Regions from separate parts of the Mus musculus genome. Here region 2 is linked to region 1. Evidence: chromatin contacts called from public Hi-C data. All regions are on one chromosome and are shown on one strand. Each heading gives the region's core, a stretch centred on a gene start, on an enhancer-like site or on the middle of the called end of the contact. The rest is flanking DNA. Distances are from core to core; before and after follow the strand shown.

Region 1 (7,800 bases), core at 3,207-5,706:
CTTTTGAGGACCACCATTGCATTCTGTAGGCATAACTGACATTTATTCTGATTAACGACGAGTATTTGTAAAAATGTCACTTTAACTTATAAACTTTATCTGATATATATGGGTGGCCACTGCATTGCAAACTAAATGCCAATTAAAAGGAAATCAGAACATGTCATCTTTTCTCGAACCTGCAATGGTATCAATTGGGCCCAGCAGAAAAGGCAAACTTAGAGTCTACACAAGCCACTGAATATCCCACTGCTGCCCACAGACTTCTTGCCTTTCTGACTACTTCCTCTCCTCTTCCCGACTCTCATCTCCGTGGACCAGCCATCTCTTTAATACCCAAAGACAGGATCCTACCTAACAACCTGTTTCTTCCTGGAGATGGAAGGCTAACTCCCTCATCTTCTTCAAACCTTCACTTAAATCTCTCTCTTACCTTGAGAACTGATTCAACTGTCCTTTACAGAACTGGACAATGGCCTGCACCACCCCTCCCCCATCCCTCCTACTCTTCTTTGACAGTTGTAGCCTTTAATTTCTTATACATGACTGAAGGACTGATGATTAATCAACAGATTTCTTTTGTTGTTGTTGCTTCTCTCAAACTCTACTGAGCAGTATGATGGCAGGTGGTTTTGACTACTCTGTTTATTAATGTACTCAAGATGACAGAGTTTGACACTGAGCAGGCACTACTAGCCACATGTTGAATAAGAGAACACAACTTGAGAAAGGATCTGCTAAGTTTATTTTAATCCTTGCAATAAAAATTTTAACTAGGTGTCTTCTTTAACTGATTTTTATAGATTGACTAACCTCAAGAATTTTGGAAATTAAATGACTCCTTCTCATCAAGTAGAGGGTAAATGAGCTCAAGGTCTTAAAATTTTTCAACATAGCTGCTATACAATTGCATTTTCCTTCATTCAGTAATTATTTCTTGAGTGGGTATGCCATAAAAGGTATCAAGTTATAAAAATCATTAAAGGTAAATAAAATATGGAAGTTATCTACCACAAACTTACCATTCCTCGATATATTTTTTTAACGAGTACCTGACTACTGAGGTAATCCTAGTGTAACAATATTCCACCTTTGCTGTCCTTTCCTCTCTCATTCTTTAAACTAAGCTGAGAATAGTTGCTGTTAGCTCTTTATCAGCACCAGATCATGTGGTTTTATTTTATTGTCATCTGTAACCATAGATTTTATTCATTTAAGGTATTCTAGAGCTTTAAAAATGATGTATCTTGTCAAAAATATTCTATTTAAATATGACTCAAGTTTTACTTTTGTTCCTCCAGAGTTTGGAAGGCAGTAAGATGCAAATGCAATATAACAAACCCAAAATTTATATTTCTGGTTATATTTGCATTTCTGAAATGGAAAATGATGATTCTACAGATGATGGTTTTAACACGGGTGATAATTGTAAAGGATTTTGAGATGATTAGCTGCAAGATACTAATAAAATCACACTGAGACCATCTACATTTTAAAAGTAACATAATGAGACTAAAATAGGAAGCAACCCTGATTTCTTTGTTTTTCTTAATAGATAGCAATTAAGTGTTATGATTGTTCCAGGCTTGATATTCTTCTGATTGCAACTCTTTCCTTGTCGTATTCTCTACAAGTATTACAACCTATAAAAATATTTTTACAATATAAAAACAATATCTACTTCTTAGCATTGTCCACTTGAAGACCATGCAAAGGCACACGTAACTTGTCCCTTCACAATAGCCTGGCAAAAGCACTCACATGGCATTCACATCATCAGGACTGAAAATGGCTCTCCCAGGCTTACGCAATTGTACATGGTGGGTGCAGAACCAAAGTCCACTTATCCTAAAGCATGGAGGGGGGATATCTGATTGGCTTCTATACAGACCAAAACATGAAGGAGGTTACCTGAGGGTATGCTCTGCCTACCAACAGGTAGGTTTATTACTTTTGCACACACTTGCTTTCCTCCTTATCTACATCTCCTCCTCTTTCCCTATCTGGAAGGGAGTTTTCTAGCACAAGTTACTCTTCCCTGCACACGCTTTCCCCCTCAGCCATGAGCAATATTGTTAGTTGAAGTTCCTGTGGATCCCTACGAACACTAGTCAATAGAAATGAATGTAAACAGTTGTCAAAACAGATAACATAATTCCATTCCTCCGTAGGGGGGGGCGGGGGGGGGCTGCCGAAATGTCACGACAGAGGTGTTTTCATAATTGCATATTTTGGAAGAATAACTCTGTTTAGTCAAGCTGAGCAGAGGTCCAAGATGCTGCCATTGACAACCTGTGAAGTCGTTCTTCACAGCAATTTTAGAAACCACCGTGTAAATCACAGCAGAATTGATGGTCAACAGTCCTTACTGGCCAAGGACAAGCACCACTCAGCTGCCCCTCTGGTCACATTTCAATACTTTCAAAGCCCTGGTCTTTCGCAGACACTGGCCCAGATCAATCACTTCTCGATGTCTGGAGTGGCCTGAGCCTCAGCACTTTTTAAAGCTCCCTGGGTAACCACATGTATAGGCGGTGTTGAGAACCACGACTTTAGTGATCAGAACAATCCATCTGACCACTTCATTTTTTATCTCCTGGTTCACCTTTCTGTCCCTTGTTCTGTCTCTGGATGACAATGTAGAGGAGTCATCATGTGACTTTAACTATATAATTTCCATTTCTGGTTTGAATGCCTCAGTGGCCTGTCTTCCACCTAATCAAAATATCTAAATACATGAAACAGAAATACAGAAGAAAAATGTACCTTAATTTTTTCCATTTATCCTAATTGATATTTAAACTGATTTTAAGCATCATTTTTTAAAATATACGTTTTTAATAAATAGTAATGAAATAAACTCATTCAATAGTACAGAAAATACAAGGAACACGGAAAATTTATAAAAATAATAATGTACAGTTAGGAAGATAGAAACAAGAGAAAATGAATCTACACATATATCTATAAATATTACTTTTTCAAATAAACATGTGTCTCACAGGACACAGCAAATTATTTATAGTCCTTTCTTACTTATATGTTCCAGAACAATATTGAAGCCCTAGATTGAAAACATCCTAAATCATGTTAAAATCAATGAAAAAGCAACCAAATGAATTTTTCTGGTGACAATAATGACAAATCCCTATGTAGCAGATTGTATGGTAATGTAATTAGTTAGCTGAAGTTCTTCAGACTGCTGATTTAAGTGAATCACTTATTTCATGGTCATAGCTCTGCTGTGTGATTGACCATGTAATAACCTAGATGGTTAACCTGAAAATATTTTATTCAGCTCTCACTATAGAAATGGAACAGCACCTTATTGTATGAAACAACCATATGTCATAACAGTAATAGAATTGACTATATTTGATCAAAACACCACTAAAATTCTGAACCTTTCTAAAATATGTCGGGGGTGGGGGGAGAACATAAACAACCAGTATTCAAAGGTAGAAAAAAAAATGTTCTTGTCATGATTTCTTTCTATCTCTTCTTATTCATACAGTTTCAGGAAATATTAAAATCCAAATCCCTTTGGACGGTCATCCTGACTTCAAGTGTTTCAGCTTCCCAGATATAGGATGCTCTAGCACTGTTCCGTTCCACGGGCTGGGGAAAGTTTACTAACAGCTTCTTTCTAGGAGTGCGAAGATCAAGGAGCATTTCTTGGATATCAATTTGAATTTCAGAAGGGTTTGTATTGGGCAGTTTAATTTTCACCACCAGCTCCTGGCAGCATGCCGTTGAAGGATCCTTTCTTGTTAATCCTAGGTATACGTCCTCAGTTCCCACAGTTTGTTGGAATACAATCTCATAATCTGGAATTTCACGAACATCCCATATATCATCATGCTCTGCTCCTTCTGGAACCTCTTCTGGATTCCAGATGTTCTCACTTTCATCACTCCTGGGTTCAGGAATAGCTTTGGACTCTTTTGCTTTAGGTGGTCCAATATTCCCAGGGCCCATGGCTCCAATAGTAAATGAGCATTGCCCCTGTTCAAAATCAAAACCATCCTCTTCTTCGGGATTGAGGAGACTGGATAGTGCTTGAAGGGACCAGGCAGAAGACAATGTCACAAATTGCATATTTTTACCTTCCTTGCTCTTTGCTTCCAAATTCCCTGTTACCACATTCTCAGCTTCAGCATTTTCTGATTCCATTATTCAAATATAGATAAGAGTGTACCTCAAGGGTAGAGTGCTTGCTAAATGTGGAAGAAGGTCTGAATTGGATCCCAGGTGCTTGGTCAGTGCTGTTCACAGCCTAGGAGCCGAAAATAAACTGCCACTCGCTGTGCGTTGCTCTGTTGCCTGGGTAACAACTTTGTTGAACTTCCCTTTTCCACCTCTAGTTCCTGCTTGACTCTGCTAGCCAATCACAGGAGAGTCTCCTTTGAAACAATACCAGCAGCAGCCAATCCCAGCTCGTCCCGTTCAGGGTCTATGGCTGCCATTTCTAGTTAAGTAGATCGACCTGGGTTAGGCTGTGGGATCCATCATGCTAGCTCCTGAGAGTTCACAGCTTCTCTGCGGTAGTCCGGGTCCTCCCGCTTCTCTCAGACTGCCTCTCCCCACCTCTGCCTTTACTTTGAAGACCAGATACCCAGCTGGCTCAGCCACAGAGGTAAGAGCAGGATGTTACCATTTGTCCTGCAAGCTTTTTGCAGTGAGCTTTTCTCCCCCTCCTCCACTCCGCCCCCACTCCTCCTAAGCATCATTTTTAAAACCTGAGTGGGTTTCTATTCCTTTTCTAAAGTATTTTATTTTTATTTGGGAGGGAGTTGAGTGGTGGCTCAGCACTTAACGTTCAGTGCTCTTCCAGAGAACTGGGGTTTATTTCTCAGCACCCACATAGACGCTTATAACTCTGTAATTCAGTTGCGGGGCATCTTTTTCTGACCTCAGTGAGCACCAGGTACACATGTGGTATGCAGACATACATGAAGACAAAACACTACTCCGCTACTTTACTTGTGCCAACCTGACATATACCTAACCAAGATCTAGGTGGGAAGAAAGAATCTTGTGTTTCGACTAGCTTTTGATTACACAGCCATCTCTCCAGCCCAGGAAGAGTGAATTATAAGTGAGAAAATAAAAGTGGCCTATAGGCAAAAATGGAGGACACTTTCTCAATGATTGATGTGGGAGGGCCAGCCCTCAGTAGGCAGTACTACCCCTGGGCAGGTGGTCCTGGATTACATAACAAAGAAGGTAACAAAGAAGGCTAAGGAAGCCTTGGGGGTCTAGGCAGTAAGCAGCCCTCCTCCATGGCTTGTACTTCAATTCCTGCCTCCATGTTCTTGCCTTGAGTTCTTGCTCTGAGTTGTCTCAGTGATGGAGTGTGATCTGAAAGTTGTGAGCTAGAATAAGCTTTTTTTCCCACCCATTTGCTTTTGGACATGATGCTTGATCACAACCATATGAATCATAATTAAGATGAAAAATACTAGCCAGACTGTGGGATATTGCTGTGGAATACACCTAACCATATTGTTTGCAGTTGGGGAGGGGTGTGGAAAAAATGGACAGAATAGCCATTGGTGCTCAGAGCTCAATAAGCTATTATTCTATGGGAGCTTGGAAGATAAGAAGGCTGAGAGCTATGTAGGCAGTGCAGACTTGGTTTGTGAGTTTCACAAGGATATAAAGACTACAAGGGCCAGGTGAGGTGGTGCATGCGTTTAGTCCCAGCACTCAGGAAGCAGAAACAAGCGGATCTCTGAGTTCATAGCCAGCCTCTTTTACTGTGTGAGTTCCAGGAGAGCCAGGGCTACACAAAGAAAACCTGCCTCAATCAATCAATCAATCAATCAATCAATCAATTGCAATAAAAACTACCGGACTTGTTTGGGTGATATTTTAAATTAAAGATCTGTGGTTCTTTAATCACCTGGGATCTGAAGAGTCTATTGAGATTAAGAAGAGACTAGCATTGTTGAGGTAAAATTTTCTGAAAAGGGTTTCCTCAAGTTTGGCATACAGAAGCTATGATCCAGATGGGATTCAGGCTGTATGTGCATTTGCTGCCAGCCAAACTTTGTAATGTGTAAGAGTTTCCCAGGTGGTGCTGGTTTAAAAGGAATGAAGGAGCCATGGAGAACAGCTGAGGCTTGGAGCCTGGCAAGGCCCTTGGTGAAGGTGCAGCCTCAGGTACAGTGAAGCCCAGGATTACAGATGTCATGGGAGAAAATTGAGGCTTAACACCCTGTAGAATAGCCAGAGTCCCCAAAGAGAGCTCAGAAGAGGTTATTGGAAAAGGTGCAGACCTGTCACAGTGCAGCCCGCAGAACTTTGGAGATGCCAGTACGACAGAATGCATAGCCAATATGGGCGCAGCTGTAGAGTAGAGCCAGCCTGATGTGCTGTGCATGTTGTGCGAGGCAGAGCCAGAGAGGAGAAGCTTTTCCAAGCCAATTGGAGATCATGAGTCCCATAAGTCTTTACATGGTTGGACTTCAGTTTTGCTCTATTCTGATTGTAACTGTGCCCTGGCTCTTCCTCTTTGAAATAAGTATGTAATTTATATTTTATTTTATAGGAGCCCCCAGTTTAAAAGTCTTTCGAACTTTAGGGAGATTTGAACCTTAAAGAGACTTCGTATATTTTAAAGAGACTGAAGCTTGTGGGATTTTCAAAGCGGAAGTGCCCTCGAAGACTAGAGGTGTCAGATTCCTCTAGAACTAGAGTTACAATGTGTGTGTTGGGAACTGAATTCCAGTCCCTTTGAAAGGCGGTGAACACTCTTAACTGATGAACCATCTCTCTAGCTCTGTGACTGTCTCTTTGTAACTTACGCACATCCACATACAAACCCTAAGACACAACCATAGAGTTTATAGAATCTTCATTAAAAGCCTTGCTTACTATTTTGCTCCCTCCTAAAGCAGTGACCTACTCTGTAATCTTGACTATACAAGAAGCTACTCTAAGAGGTTTGCAGTTTTAAAGCTAGTGTGGGCAAGACAGCAAGACTCCGTCTCCAATATATCTTTTTTATTCTTTTATATATTTCAGAACAAAATGGGTGAAAAGAATGGAAGGCAGAATTATTAGGAGCCTAGTGCTCCTAATAACTGCTTGGGTGTTGTTGTTGTTGTTGTTTCCTGTGTGAGACTAGACATAGCATAGATAAACTCTCCAGTGTGATTGAAGATTAGAAGAAAAAGTACCAGAACTGGATGCGACATGTTTACATCCAACTGTGCTGTTACTTAAGTTCCCAAAGGGCATTGTCAGTGGAGTGAGGATGATTCAGTTTCCTGAGAGAAATGGAAAGCCAGCAGCTCGCCCTGACGGCAGAGAACATCCAGGGTCAGGCAATCCGAACTAATGAGGTGATAACACAAGGAAGGGTCCTGTGTCCCTCCTGGCAGTTCTTCTTTTCTGGAATAGCTTGAATACACTTTTTGTGTAAAACCTACCCTCACTCCTGAAATTTCTCCTCTGAATGTGTCTGAACCTGGGCCAAGGTGCTCTGAGATCCCCTCAAGTGTTGCAGTGCTGTCTTCGGCTTCCGTCATAAGAACATAAAATTGGATGGCAACAGTCTGGCAATTGGAATGCAGAGAAAAATTGAGAATTATCTCCAGTTTATGTCTAAGTCAATTTAAATCTGAGGATGGGATCAAACTGAAGCAGGACAGGCTCAGTTTTATGAGCCAATTCAAAGTGAGTTTTAAAACAAATTTAGAACCTAAAAGGCAATTTAATTCAAAATTCCTCTAGGCAGAAAACCAACGGGACTGTCAAACCGCAAAATGCAAATAAAAGAGCAGATTCAAGGGT
Region 2 (7,800 bases), core at 2,415-4,914, 2.4 Mb before region 1:
TTTTTAGAAAGGCTTGTTGGCTAGTCCGGGGGTTCTGAGCCACAGTTTCCCCAGTAGATCATCCAGACGTCTTTGTGGTAGTTTTGGTGTGTGTGACTGGCAGATACGTCATCATTTAGGAGACAGGAAGCTGGAGCGCCTGTAGTGCACTAGGTAGGTCTGTGTAACAGAACTTTCCCAGGTCTTCCTTGATGTTTTATGTTTGTGTGCCAACTTCTCAACCATGCCTTTTCCAGTTACTGAATTGAGCAGCAAACATTGCTTTATAAGTCAGCATGAGGTGCTTAGCTCTGTGTTTTGCTTTGGGATTGTAGCTAGCTTTGTGATGTATTTCAAGTGTTAATGCATTTAAAGAAGCGCAGCTTTGATTCTGACAGACCTGAGGCCCACCCTGGCCTTGCAGGTCTCCAGTGACTCTCAGTCGCGCTGTCTAACTGAATAGGACTGAAGGAGCCAGCATTCCGGATGTGTTGTTTTATGCCCTAAGTTCTAGAGGGAGGCTCTTCTATCTCTTGTGAAACACAATCTTAAGTTTAACTCCCAGGGTCACATTCTTATGAGCATGGGACACATTAGACCAAGAGGCAGGAGCGGCACGGCAGGAGGATGCTTTTGTGCTCTCCTCGATAGGCAGACGAAGCGCATTTGCTGTGCTGAATGCCTCGCGGCTCAGAGTTCCTGTGCTGTAGGAGAGCCAGCTTCCTGGAGAGAAAGTATCAAGCCGGCTGTGTGTTCTCAGGTCCTTTGAAGGACAGTCCTTCTCTTCCCTTGGAGACCTCTTCTCACTTCACGTAACGAAGATGCCTTTCTCCTGGGCTTATGCCGCCCATAGAGAGGCTTCTAGTCTCCTGGCCACTTCTTTATGGTTTTTTTATTTTTTTATTTTTGAGTTATAGGGTCCCTAGTTATATTCCCTGTGATGGTTTGTATATTCTTGGACCAGGGAATGGCACCATTTGGAGGTGTGGCCTTGTTGGAATAGGTGTGACCTGGTTGGAGTAGGTGTGTCACTGTGGGTGTGGGCTTAAGACTCTCACCCCAGTTGCCTGGAAGTCAGTCTTCCACTAGCAGCCTTTGGGTGAAGCTGTAGAACTCTCAGCTCTGCCTGCACCATGCCTGCCTGGAGGCTGCCATGCTCCCACCTTGATGATAATGGACTGAACCTCTGAACCTGTAAGCCAGCCCCAATTAAATGTTGTGTTTTATAAGACTTGCCTTGGTCATGGTGTCTGTTCACAGCAGTAAAACCCTAACTAAGACATTCCCTATGTAGCCAGGAATCATGTTCAGCTTCTGCTTCTCCCAAGTGCTGGGATTATAGGCATATACCCGCATGTTCAGTTTTACACAGTGCTGGAGATTTGCCCCTGAGCTTTATGAATGCTGGGGCAAACACTTGAGCAACCGAACTGTCTCCCCAGATTGTAAATATTCTTAAAATTGCCTATTTATGGTTCTGACATAAACGAGGCAGTCTTGAAGAATAGTAATCATAAAAAGAATTTCAGATGCTTTTGGCCAGTGAAATGGGTCAGTGGATCGAGGCACTTGCCGAAGTCTGATGCTCTGAGCTTGGTATCTGGGACTTATATGCTGGAAGGAGAGAGCTGCAGATAGTCTTCTCATCTCCCTGTGTGCACCATGGTGTGTCCCACCCTGCAACAGATAACCACATCAATGTCAGTTATGTCTTAGGAAGCTGTTTTTTCTTTTTATCTTCATTTCAGTTGTTGATGATGATGATGGTGGTGGTGGTGGTGGTGGTGGTGGTGGTGGTGGTGGTGGTGACGACATTGATAGTGAGCCCTGGAAGGTCTCCAATTATAAACCATTGAGGACATTGTGTTTGGAGTAGAGCTCCACAGACCTGCGCTGTCTGCAGGCAGGTCTGAAGATGAACCCGAGGCAGGTCTACAGATCCTCAGGGTTCTCTCTGCTTCTGAGTGCCCGCTGGCCTCTGAGGCTGGCTCCTTTCCCTCCATTTCTCATCAACAGGGCTGGCTTTCCCGTAGTGTCGTGTGCACAGTTCCATAGCTTACTTCAGAGTCTTTACCTCTCTGGTAAATACTGGAGATCTAGATGTCACATACTTTATATAATGTTGTTTAGATGCTACACTCTTTTTCAGTTACAGGAAATACTTTATATGTCCCAGTGTTAATCTTGGTTCTGGCAAAAGTCTTATGACAAGGGAACCTGTCATGAGCTTGGGGAGAGAGAAGGGCAGGAGGGCATTATTGAAGGTTTCTGGGGAGGAGTGTGACACAGATCTCTGATGCAGACGGCCACAGCTGCCTAGGTTGAGACTTGAGGGTGCAAAGTGTCAGAGCACCCATGAGTCATTTCCAAGGGCGTTAGCAGTGTCTGTGTTTGTTGAGTGAAGAACAGAGGGCTTGAAGCTGTTAGTCTTGTGGAAGCAGCCTGAAGATTGGATGGCTGTTAGATATGAAGTGAGGCCTGTGCCAGATCTCGGTACAGAGGTAAGGGTAGTATGATGTTGGCGATAGTGGGTGTCTTCATTAGGGTTTCCATTGCTGCAAAGAGACACTGTGACCATGGAAACTCTTAAGAACCGCATTTAACTGGGGCTGGCTTACAAGTTCAGGGGTTTAGTCCATAATCGTCATGGTGGGGAGGACCGTGGCAGCGTGCAGGCAGAAGTGGTGTTGGAGGAACTGTGACTGCTTCCTCTTGATCAGAACGCAGGCAGGAGGAGGCTTTGATTCCACACTTGGCAGAGCTCGAGCCTAGGAAACCTCAACAAGGCCACACCTCCCAATGGTGCCACTCCTTGGGGCCAAGCATTCAAACACATGAGGGTATGGGGGCCAAACCTACTGAAACCACCGCAGTGGGGAATATGAGAAGGGAGTATAGTTTGGAATAGTGTATTTGCTTGTGGAATGTTTCCAGTGGAGATGGGTGGAGGCAGTTCAGAATGTTAGGCTGAGATTTGGAGGTTAAAGGTGTAATGGTGGAGCCAAAGTACCACACACAGCTGCTCTGAGACTGTGTGTGCAAAGGAAGGCTGCTGGGAGAGAGAGGGGGGGGAGGGGGAGGGGGAGGGAGGGAGAGAGGGAGCGAGCGAGTGCTGGGAAAATTAATTCACGATCACGACTAAGTTACTTTAATGCCTCGTTTTTCTTTTACTGTGATACTGAATGAGAGCACACGGGACATACTTATTTATCAAGCACTTGGATTATTCTATGGAAACGGAACTGATTCTAAGACTTCTGACTCTGGATATTGTATTAAATGTCTAAAGTGCCAGGTGTGGCGGTCTAGCATTTAATTGTAGCACTTGGTGGGCAGATCCGGGTAGATCTGAGCTCAAGGCCAGCCTGGTCTATGTAGTGAGTTTTAGGCCATCTGGGGATACATACAGATCCTCTGTCTCAAACATAACAAAGCAAAGATACAGCTAGACAAGGGGCCTTATTGTAGTGATACTTTTATTCATTCAGTTAGACTTTTAAGTTTCTGATTATTGGATAATTCTAATCTTAACACTAATTTGTTTGATAAATATGTGTTTTAGTTTTGGGCATTTTTTAACATGTCTTTCATTTTAAATATTCTACTTAGAATATAGAAGAATGGGTTTCATAACACTGCTTTCTTACATGCTTGTTGCTGTACCTTAGTCATATTTAACCTCCCTCAGAGCCCTCCCTCCCCAGCCTCCCCTCCTTCCTTCTGACTAAACCTCATTACCCTCCCTTAGAGTTCTCCTTTCCATCTATGTCGTGTGTGTGTGTGTGTGTGTGTGTGTGTGTGTGTTTGAGTGTGCGTGTATGTTAATGTAGTTAATTCTAAATCTAGGATGCTATCTTCGGGAAAGCATGCAGTAGTTTCTCTTCTTCCGGCTGCCTGCCTCTGGGTTTTCAAGCCTGCTGCAGACTTTGACTCAGAGGTTCTAACTTCATTGTTCTCTCTGTTTCTTACAAATCCCCTCAACTTTTGGGACTCAGAGGAAAGTTCTTGGTTGAAATGAAATGTTCTTATTTGGTGAGGCAGAGAGGGGTGAATGAGAGGTAATGATGCTAAAATTGAAGATATTCTGACAGTTTTTTTTTCCCTAAGAAGATGGGCTTCCAGGAACCCATTTGCTTTGGCATGCATTTCTTTCTTGGTTGGCAGGACTATCGTGCTCTAGAAGTGTCATTTGGGGGAGCCAGAGTACCACAGTTACCAGTGGCCCATTCAGTATAGGAGAGAATAGTGAAAGGAAGCCCATGCTGTGCAGGGTGTGTGTGTGTGTGTGTGTGTCTGTCTGTGTGTGCTCTTTCTATAGGAAATGGTTAGAAGGTTATTAAGTAGTAAATGCGTTATACGAAACACTCAGTAAATGTGTAACTTGACTTAACGTTTCACACTTGCATCTTGGTTGTTCTGTTGACATCTTAAGCGCTTAGAGACTTCAGTGTTTTCAGATGAGTAGAGTAGATGTCCTATCACACCGGAGCCGTCGTCGCTCCAAGTCCAATGGATTCCATGTCTCATTGAGGCTTGGCTTAATTACTAAAAATCTCAGGAGTCCTTAGAGGAAGTTCCTCAGAGCTATTGTCAAGACCTGGGTTTAGGAAGTAGAGCATTCCTGTTTAGCTCCCTTGCCCTGGCTTTCCATTAGTTGCTGGGTATTATTTAAAATAGGTTACCTTTTTTTTCCTCCTCGTTTCCTCTCGTCTCGTCTCTTTTCTTTTTTAGTATGTCCTTGAAAGGATTACACTTCTTTTATTTTTGCCACTTCTTTTGTAGCACACGCATGTGTATGCACACAGGGGTCTCCATTCTTTTTTAAATTTTAAAAAAAATTTAAAATTTCTATTTATTTTCTTTCTTTCTTTCCTTCCTTCCTTCCTTCCTTTTTTTGTTTTGTTTGTTTGTTTTTTGAGACAGGGTTTTTCTGTGTAGTTCTGGCTGTCCTGGAATTCACTCTGTAGACCAGGCTGGCCTTGAACTCAGAAATCCACCTGCCTCTGCCTCCCAAGTGCTGGGATTAAAGACGTGCGCCACCACTGCTTGGCTTCGCTTCTTTCTTTCGTTCGTTCGTTCTTTCTTTCTTTCTTTCTTTCTTTCTTTCTTTCTTTCTTTCTTTCTTTCTTTCTTTCTTTCTCTCTGTGTGAGTACACTGTAGCTGACTTCAGACACACCAGAAGAGGGCTTCAGATCCTGTTACAGATGGTTGTGAGCCACCATGTGGTTATTGGGAATTGAACTCAGGACTTCTGGAGGAGCAGCCAGTGCTCTAACTCCTGAGCCATCTCTCTAGCCCAGGGGGTCTCCATTCTTGCCCAGGGGGTGGTATTTTATAGCATGTTAACAGCATGATTTATTTTAGTTTCTCACAGGCTGTTGTCTGTCATTCAAAATTGGTTTTTGAATTTCCTTGTTCCCGTCTTTGGACAGATGCTGGATTCTAGGCTAGAAGTTCTCCGTTGAAGGCATGACCCTGTCTTTACTGGAAATGTAGCTTAATGTGGGTTAGAAATGAAGTGGACTTCTCCACTGCCCTAAACTCTTACTCTTTTCACCCGCTTCTGTTTATCCACTCAGTGCTACTTACTCTGCCCATTAAGAAGGGATTTCTGGCCAGGCTGTGAGAAGAAGTACATATTTCTTAAAAAATGAGTCTGTGAGGAACAAGCTGTTCCTGTGAGAGAGCTGCCATTCAGCTGGGTGTGTATGGAAGCTTGGCTCCTGTTTGTCTTCTTCCCTGTGCAGTGGGGATAGACAAATAGCTTAGTACAGGGACTGCCTCCTGTGAGCCATGATCCTGCCTTGGCTGTGTGGGCAGAGCTCCTCCTTATCTCTCCCTCTGCCTTTTCTCCCTCCCCCCTGCCCTTTCTCTTTTCCTCCCCCCTTCCCTTCCTCCTTCCCTCCCCCCTGCCTTTTTTGTTTTTCTCCAAGAATGCTAATTGCTTTTATTTTGGCTGTAGTTGACTCTGGAGAGTTGATTTAAGAGAAAAAAAAAAAAAAACCTTAATCTTTTTTTTTTTTCTTTAGAGTTTTCTATTAATTTGTCCAGATGGACAGGACTAGGGTAAATTTTGTAAAATGCTAGCTTTTAAGAGGTGGAGATTAAATTTAAATTATGTTTCTTTGTTTTTACTGTATATGCTATAAAATTAGATAATTAATACAGCCTAAAGAAGATAATTAATCAAAATTTAGAGGACTTTTAACTGATGAATTCTGATTCACCTTTTAAAACTAAGAAGCGTTTGCCTAAATTATGTAAAATGCTAAGTAAAGGGCTTAATTTGTTAATCATCTCAGTTTTGATTAGAGGCAGATGCTGATTATCTAAGTGGACTTTTCAGAGATGACTTTCATCATTTAAAAGCAACTTGTCTAATTAAGACACTAACTCAAGTATTAGCACATAGCAGTAGTTACTGTGTACTAGTTATGAGGGTAGGGCCTGGCAGGGTGAGTCACAAGTACTCTGCACCAAAGGTTTGGAGGGTAAAATGCCATGAAAATTTCACTGGCCTCAGGCCAGGCATGGAGATGCTTGCCTAGGTACCTGGAGCCCAGGGTTCTGTCTCAAGCACCTCAGCAACTGGTTGTTGTTGCTCCTGCCTCTGTAATCCAATAAGGACAGAAAGGAGATGGGAGGGTCAGAAGTTCAAGGCCAGTCTGTGCTACATAATCCATTTGAGGCCAGGTGGGATACATATAAGACCATGTCGAAACTGGAGCAGAAGGAAGTGTCAAGAAAAAAAGACTTCAACTCAACTCTCCTCCCCTCCCCTCCGCTCCCCTCTTTCATTACATTTTCTGATCTTTGTTAGTTCTGTGGGACTCTGATTTTGTTTTTTCTGGTTTTCCTTCTGTTATAAGGCAGAGCAGCACACGGAAGCAGAGGTAATCTTATGGGTGTATGTTGAAAGTGTGCACAGCAAGGGGGAGTGCAGCACACGTGTGTTCCAGGCCGTCTTCACTGGTAGCCAGATCTTCCTTTTACACAGCTAAGGGGCGGCAGGAACTGAGTTCATGAATGAGACACAGAATGCATAACGAATACATGATGTTAACTTGTCAGGTCAAAGGCATACAGTTTGCAAAGCATTTAGTGTCTGATACACAGGAAGCACACAGTAAGCTATTATCCATTAACTATTGTTTTTACTGTGTGGCTTTCACATAAGATTTGTGAAAGATTGTGCATGTGTAAGTGTAAAATGTGTGTGCCTGTGTGTCCGTGTGCATGTGTGTGCACATATGTGTGCATAGAACATTGTATGGAATTCAGTGCGAGCTTATCACTCGTGCTATATCTCCATGACAAGGTATAAGAACTTCAGGGGTGTTGCTAATAGAATTTGAAATCCTTCAGGCTTACAGTGAGAGAGTGTAGGTTTTATTTCAGCTCTTGCTTCTTTGCATGTTCTGTGAGGGGGGTTAAGGATACGTATAGACTCTAGAGAATGCCGACTAATACAAAACCCAACCCGCTTTCTTATGTCTACGGAAGCAGAGCAAGTGGCCCTTCTGTACTGGCAGGCGCTGCGGCAGATCTTGTGGCAGTTTGTTTAAGGGCAGGAGAGTCATGGTGAATGTAGATGCTTACAGGCCATTTGAGTCTCCTGCTCAGCTTTCTGGATTCCTTGAGCTGTATCTCTTTTGGGTTTTAGTGATCTTTGTGGAGGTGCAAAACAAAACAAACGGCATGTAGCATTAATTCTGTTTTAGTCCTATTCCTTTGGGAGACTGAGGCAGGAGCTGCAAGTTCAGGGTTAGCCTGCACTATGTAGGGAGGTCAGTGGTAGCCTGGACTACATAATAGGACCC

Evidence for each region. A called contact is a pair of places that touch in the nucleus more often than the background predicts.
Region 2: a Hi-C map of cortical neurons shows a contact between it and region 1, with 2.7 times the contacts expected there. The contact joins the enhancer-like site here to the promoter of 4931428L18Rik in region 1. A contact is called at or near these places in 3 of 39 promoter capture datasets (cranial neural crest, hippocampal neurons and second pharyngeal arch cranial neural crest), 23 of 484 Hi-C or Micro-C datasets (the N1E-115 cell line, cardiomyocytes, cerebellar granule neurons and 15 more) and 2 of 115 datasets of contacts at active chromatin or transcription factors (astrocytes and embryonic stem cells).

The regions. Positions count from the first base shown.
Region 1 is chr1:31,219,312-31,227,111 of GRCm38.p6, reverse strand. It overlaps 4931428L18Rik (RIKEN cDNA 4931428L18 gene), which reads left to right and starts at 4,456. Exons shown (of 3, transcript NR_033445.1): 1 at 4,456-4,636. It overlaps Dnaaf6 (dynein axonemal assembly factor 6), which reads right to left and starts at 4,273. Exons shown (of 1, transcript NM_029062.2): 1 at 2,825-4,273. The coding sequence starts at 4,173. The coding sequence ends at 3,517.
Region 2 is chr1:33,643,760-33,651,559 of GRCm38.p6, reverse strand. All of the region lies in intron 5 of Prim2 (DNA primase, p58 subunit), which reads left to right. Among named protein-coding and RNA genes, the nearest start is that of Prim2, 22 kb to the left of the region's middle. Within about 2 kb of position 3,664, at least 31 of the 459 cell types and tissues checked have an H3K27ac peak or open chromatin away from gene starts, as enhancers often do. A contact at or near this core is called in cortical neurons and ventral hippocampal neurons, where this site is marked.